Regions from separate parts of the Macaca mulatta genome. Here region 2 is linked to region 1. The links are chromatin contacts, called in public Hi-C maps. All regions are on one chromosome and are shown on one strand. Each heading gives the region's core, a stretch centred on a gene start, on an enhancer-like site or on the middle of the called end of the contact. The rest is flanking DNA. Distances are from core to core; before and after follow the strand shown. Region 1 holds the start of PRXL2C (peroxiredoxin like 2C). Region 2 holds the start of HABP4 (hyaluronan binding protein 4).

Region 1 (3,460 bases), core at 221-2,720:
TGCTTACAATAAATTTGGTGACATCTGGCAAACTGCCTGTTGCGAGTGCTATTCATCAGCCTGCACTCTGGTCATGCATTTATTTCCAAAAACTCATAAAGCTCCTCACCAGGCCCAGTGGCTCACGCCTGTAACCCCAGGACTTTGGGAGGCCAAAGCAAGAAGATTGCTTGAGCCCAGGAGTTCAAAACCAGCCTGGGCAACATAGAGAGACCCTTGGCTCTACAAAATCAAATCTAAAAAAAATTGGCCAGGCATGGGGGTACATGCCTGTGATCACAGCTACTTGGGAGGCTGAGGCAGGAGGACTGCTTGAGCCCAGGAGGTGGAGGCTGCAGTGAGCCATGATTGTGCCAATGCACTCCAGCCTGGGCAACAGAGCGACACCCTGTCTCAGAAAGAAACTATCTTGACTTAGAAACATACCCATGCTTAAAATTTTCTAAACACACTGCAGAGCTTCTCAAACAGAGCACTTAATGTGTGCTCAATAAAGTATACAATCTTCACACAGGTGAAAGCCAGAGGATGCAGCATCAGCCCTTCCTGCGCTTTGTGGCAGAGTCACATCAGTCACATAGACCTGCCTAGTGCTCCGCCCCGGAAATATTCTTCAACTCAACAAAGACCATAGATAAAGGATGTACTTTCTGAACTCCAAATCCGTACACAAGGGTGAGTAAACTTATGAAGACAAAAGAGCCTGAATGTTACCTGGTCCTGCTCTGGAAATCTCGGACACACGGTTAGCACCCATGAGAAACCCGAGAAAGACAAACCTCTAAATCCAGGGCCAGTTTGGTCTCACAAAGGCTGAGATCCCCAGATTTCCCTATGCCTGCCTACCCACCCCAGGAGAAACTGAATTGGCAGTGTGTGATTTCTACAAAACAGCTGCTAAGCCATCTAACTTCATCATCCTCATCCCTCCCAGCTCACCTTATTTTTATTTTTATTATTTATTTTTTTAAAAAACGAAGATGGTGTTGCCCTCTGTTACCTACCCAGACTGGTCTTGAACTCCTGCCCTCAAATTATCTTCCCGCCTCGGCCTCCCAAGTCGCTAGGATTACAGGTCCGGCCTGTGTGTCTACAAAAGGTGGGCCCAGCCCTAGCCCACCTTTTCACACATACCCATTAGTTCTCGAATAGGTGAGAACCTCCGCTCAGGTGGCTACGGAGGGCGCGGGCGGCTTTCTTCCTTAATAACGTTTGCTCGCCCTGGACGGACCTTACGTTCTCTCTCTGTCCCCTACCCTGACAGCAGAGTCAGAACCGCCCGCGGGGTTCACTCCGGCAGCTCCCAGGCCCGCGCAGCGCGGCGGAAACCGTGGCTTGCCAGGTCCCGCCCCCAGCCCCCCGCCCCCCGCCCCTCGCGCCCCGCCCCTCGCGCCCCGCCCCTGCGCGCCCCGCCTCTGCACGCCCCTCCCCCCGTGCCCCGCCTCTGCGCGCCCCGCCCCGCCCCGCGCTGGCAGAGCGGACCCAGGCCCTTGGCCGCCCCGCGTCATGGCCGCGCCCGCCCCGGTCACGCGGCAGGTTAGCGGCGGCACCGCCCCGGTCCCGGCCCCGAGCGGCCCCGACCGTGGGCAGCCCCTGGCGGCCGCCGTGGCCGAGCTGCCGGTGCTGGACGCCCGCGGGCAGCGGGTACCTTTCGGCGCGCTGTTCCGGGAGCGCCGCGCCGTGGTGGTGTTCGTGCGGGTGAGCGGGTGGCGCGGCTGGGAGGGAGGCGCGGCCCGGGATCCCGGGCAGGCTGCGGGATGCGAGCTGCTCCTCCTGCTTCTTAGGACGGAAACGGGAAGGCAGCCTCCCCAGTCGCGGCCGCTTCCCAACTAGGGCGGGGCACGACGAGGGCGAGGCCCGCTTCCCACGCGCCGGGCGTCCGGGCAGCCTGTCCCGGCCCCGCGGGCGCCGCCTTTAGTCGCGTCACGCACAGCGAAGTACCGGGCTCTTTCGGGGCGCGCGGGTGCTGCGTTCCTAACTTGCCCTTTCTGCCCAATTGGCTTTCAGCATTTCCTGTGTTACATCTGCAAGGAATACGTAGAGGATCTGGCCAAAATCCCCAAGAGTTTCTTACAAGTGAGTTTCTGAGCGTGGGCGGCCCAGTGCAGGCTTCTGCAGACCTTGCGAGCGGGGCGGGGGAGGACGCGGCTCCAGCACGCACTTGCAACCCGTATTGCCCCTCCCCGCACCTCTCTCCACCCTCGCCCCTCCAAAGGAAGAGAGACGTCAGAGATCTATTTCTGTCGTAACTCACTGGGTGCTGCCTGGTGGTGAACGTACTAACAATTGTGGTGTTGCCTGGTAACCTAGCGCCCGTTCTCAAATGTTGACTGATAATGCCCTAAAACAAATGCTGGAAATGGTTGATATTTTCTTCCCTTTAATTTTGTTGCACTCCAAATAGCTGCTCATTATGGGAAAATACTAATATATCGTAAAGGTGCAAATGTTTATGTTAATAGGCTGCAAGTTCCATGTTCCCTAGCATAGCCACATACTTGTTTTTCTTCAGGCACAGATAAGTTCGTGCCCAAGTGAGCTTTTTGAGGGAAGGCATTGGGCAGCCTTTGTAAAACAGATGTTTTTTCAGCAGGCCTTATCAATTAGGATGTGAAAAAACTGATTAAATAACTGTGCCTAGTTTTAAAAGTATGTTTTTGGGGAGAATATAGAGAATTATTGACTATATCATTTCGAAAACAATGTTTTGACTGTTCGTCTGCGTATCCTTTTATTCTCTTTTTAAAAATTGACATATATAATTGTATATGTTTATGGGATGCAGTGTAATATTTTGATAGGCATTTACTTTTGTGGAATGATTAAATTGAGATAATATACCCATCATGTCAGATAGTGATTTTAGTTATTTTTTTTGTGATGACAACGTGTAAAAACTAGTCTTTAAGCAATTTTGAAGTATACATTATTAACTAGTCACCATGCTGTGCAGCAGATCTCTAAAAGTTATTCCTCTTGTTTAACTGAAACTTGGTACCCTTGGATCATCTCCCTTCTCCTCATCCCTGAGTAACCAGTCTCTGGTAACCATCATTCCACTCTACTTTTTTCGTTTCCATAGCTAAGTGAGATCATGCGGTATTTTTCTTCCTGTGCCTGGGTTATTTCACTTACATGATGTCCTCCAGGTGCATCCACTGTTGTCACAAATAACAGAAAAATGTCTTTTTTATGACTAAATAATATTACATTGTGATACCGCATTTTCTTTTTCTTCTTCTTTTTTTTTTTTTTTTTTTGAGACGGAGTTTTCACTCTTGTCACCCAGGCTGGAGTGCAATGGCGCGATCTCGGCTCACTGCAACCTCCGCCTCCCGGGTTCAAGCAGTTCTCCTGCCTCAGCCTCCCGAGTAACTGGGATTACAGGCATGCACCTCCATGCCCCGCTAATTTTGTATTTTTAGTAGAGATGGGGTTTCTCCATGTCAGTCAAACTGGT
Region 2 (3,221 bases), core at 20-2,519, 210 kb after region 1:
GTTGCTGGCTCCGCCACTGACGCAGTTCAGGTGAGAGCACGAACTCCCTCCCCGTCCGCAGGCAGCAGGACACCACGCTGCGCACTGGCTTTTCTTGCTAAACAGGGAGTGGGGAACTCCGGATATTCTGGCTGGAAAGGTTAAAAACGCTTTTCTTAAAGCAGCCTGGAGCTATTTATAAGTTGCACATCCCATCAGCACCACAAGAAGTACTGAAATACGATGCCCGCTGCCTGCTGGAAGCTACCGGACGGGGAAGGGGCGAAGGCGCCAGGCCGGACAGCGCCGAGGACCCGCGCCCGGGCCCCGACGTCACAGGCCGCCCCGCGGTCGCCCAGGCCGCCCGCATCACAGAGGCCTCCGGGACCGGGACCGGGCGCCCTCCTCCTCCCCACCGCGCTCTCGGGTGGCTCCGACCTCACTCCCGCAGAGGCGGGGCTGGAGGCTGGAGAAGGTCCCCGCCAGGTCTGGATGCGGGAGTCCCGGAGTAGCGACCTCAGCGTTCGCCCCCACACGCCACCCCGGCAACCTCCCTCAACTTCGTCCAACTTGCCGTAGCGGCTCCGAGCCAGGGTTCGGGGGCCCCCAAGCCAGCGTTTCCCCCGGGGCCCCGCACGCGGCCGGCGAGGGTTGGAAGGGGTGTGACCCCCGCCCCGCTCCTCCTACCTTCGGCGGCCACCGGGACCCTCAACTCTCCCGGCTCCTCCCGGGTCCCCCCTCCTGGAGCCGGCCCCCGGGACCCCAGTCTCTCCGCAGGGCGAGCCGTGGCCCGCTACCCCCGCCGTCCCCGCGTACCCGGCGCCTGCAGGCCGCCCCCGGGGCTGTCGGGCCGCTGAGCGACGGGCGCCGGGAGGCTCTTGCGCTCCTTCTGCGACTCCCTCCGGCCGCCCGCGCCGGCTCTGGGGCCCGAGGCCCCGGCCGGGCTCCTGCCGCCGCGGGGACCGGCCCGGGCCGCCGCCGCCGCCGCCTCGTCGCGCCTCTTGCGCTGCAGCTGCTGCTGGCGCCGGCGCTCGGCCTCGCGCAGGATGTCGAACGGGTCCGACTCGTCGTCCAGCAGCTGATGGAAGCGGTTGGCCACCACGCAGCCGAAACTCTCCTGCATCGCGGCGCCGGCGGCGGCCACGGGGCTCCCCAGGGCGCCCTTCATGCCGCCGCGACCACTGCGGGCCCGGGAGGGCAGCCCACGCGAGCGCGTCTCAGCGAAGCCGGCGGCGAGGACCCATGCCGCCCGCTCCGCCGCCGCCGCCGCCCTCCGGGCCCTACCCGGTCCGGCCCCTCCCGCCGCCCGCCCCCGCGGCGCCGCCGCCGCCGTCCGCCCCACCGCGCCAGGCAGCCAATCAGCGCGCGCGGGCACGCCCCCTTCCCGAGACGGCGCGCCTGGAGACCCAATCACCGACCGGCTGCTGTCACGTCACGCGACCTCTGAGCCCCGCCCCCTCCGCTCAGCAGGGAGGGGCGGGGCCCAGGGGCGGAGCTACTGGCTGGTCCAGGCGGCGCGGAGTGGCGGTGGTGTCTCGGCGGTGTGTGCCTTCTCCCGTGACTGCGTCTGTATTTGCTCTCGGCCACTCTGCTTTGAAGCTTATGTATACATTTAGCCGTGCAACAGCTGCATATTGCGCACTTACCGTGTGCCAGGCGTGATGTTGTAGGAAATACTAGCTCCGTGTTGTCACAGATCTGAGTCTGTGGATGGAGAAAAAGTGCCCTGAAGGACAGGCGCAGAGCTCTCCACGGGCTGCAGCAAAGGGACCTGACCTAATTGGGAAGTGACAGTTAAGCCGAGGGAGGGGGGTGACAAGGGGTCGGAGGAGGAACAGCAAGTGCAGCAGTCTTGAGGTGGGATGTGCACAGTCTGTTCAAGCTCAAAGTGGTCTCTAAGAGCCGTGGGAAGCAAGTTTTGAGCATGAGCGGATTTGGGTTTGAAAAGGCCACCCTACCTGCACTGTGAACTAATAGTTTGGAGGGAAATACAAATGCATGCTGGGAAGCCAAACGTGACTGTTGCGAAGCTCGAGGGAAGAGCTGATAATGACTGGGATTAGGATGGTGGCGGTGGCGGTGAAGAGAGTAGATGGGTTCAAAGACTTGGTGATGTGCTAGATGTGGTGATGAAGAAGAAGATATGGTGACTCTTATTTTCCTGGCTCCAGCATCTGAATGGTAGTATTAGTCACCACTGGAAGACACTACTTTAACGAGAATCATGAATTCAGTTTTGGACACGTTGAGGTTTGGATATTTGTTTTCTTTTGAGATGTTCAGTTGAGGCCTGGAGCTTAGAGAACGCTGGACTGGACTTCCTCCAGGAAATCTTGCATAGGCACCAGTGGAGCTACGCTTGGCTGCCTATCCTACAGCCATTCTTTCCCTCTTACATTTTTCCAGAGCCTGTATTATGTTCCGGCATCATATTCCCCAGGGGAAGCAGGCCCCTTCCAGCCTCCAACTTGATTATAATTCACTGCACCTGATTCCAATTCCTTGCCAATAATTGGCTTAGGAATAGGCTGTGGGGCAAATCAGCCAGAACAGATCTGAGGAGAAGTATTCTGGGGAAGTTTTTCTTGCACCTAAGAAGGGATTGAGAAGGGATCTGCCCCACTTCCGTTCCCTGGTCCTTGTTCCATAAGAAGATATGATGCCTGAGGTTGGCTGTTCCTTAGTGTGGCCATGAGGATGGCAGAGCAGGATGGAGAAAGCCTAGATCCTTGATGATGTTAAGCTGCCAACTGGACCCACTTGGGAACCTCCCCGCTTGAGGCTTATGATGTAAGATAACAGATTGATTGCGCTTAGTTGTGTTTGTTTCATCTGAAAGCATCCAGTTAGAGCATCTTGCCAGGTGCTCTGTGACCAGCTTTTACTTTCCTTTAATAGCAAATAGAAAAGGAATTCCTAATCCTAAACGCGGCAAAGTCTGTGTTTTACTCACTTACTGAATTCTGTGTTATTCCCAAGGAGGACAGGGATGATGCCTGTCTTATTCATTGCAGTATGTATTATTCCCAGTGCTTGGAGTTCTAGACGGCTATAGAGTAGGTTTTCAGTAAATATTTGTTGAATGATTGAAGAATTTAAGATATTTGGTCACCTCCTTTTGAGTGAGCAAAGATTAATGCCTATACTTTCTACCCAAAAGAATTAAAAGCAAGTGTTCAAACTAAAACTTGTATATACATATTCACAGCAGCACTACTCACAATAGCCAAAAGGCAGAAACA

Evidence for each region. Hi-C and Micro-C count contacts between places; a contact is called where the count stands out from the background.
Region 2: a contact with region 1 is called in a Hi-C map of liver, with 3 times the contacts expected there. The contact joins the promoter of HABP4 here to the promoter of PRXL2C in region 1. A contact is called at or near these places in 2 of 14 Hi-C or Micro-C datasets (blood and liver).

Annotation. Positions count from the first base shown.
Region 1 is chr15:126,819,508-126,822,967 of T2T-MMU8v2.0, forward strand. PRXL2C (peroxiredoxin like 2C) reads left to right here and starts at 1,471. Exons shown (of 5, transcript XM_077966496.1): 1 at 1,471-1,698. The coding sequence starts at 1,507. LOC106993846 (a long non-coding RNA gene) reads right to left here and starts at 1,274. Exons shown (of 2, transcript XR_013404987.1): 1 at 1,135-1,274.
Region 2 is chr15:127,031,278-127,034,498 of T2T-MMU8v2.0, forward strand. It overlaps HABP4 (hyaluronan binding protein 4), which reads right to left and starts at 1,270. Exons shown (of 8, transcript XM_015118113.3): 1 at 796-1,270. The coding sequence starts at 1,147.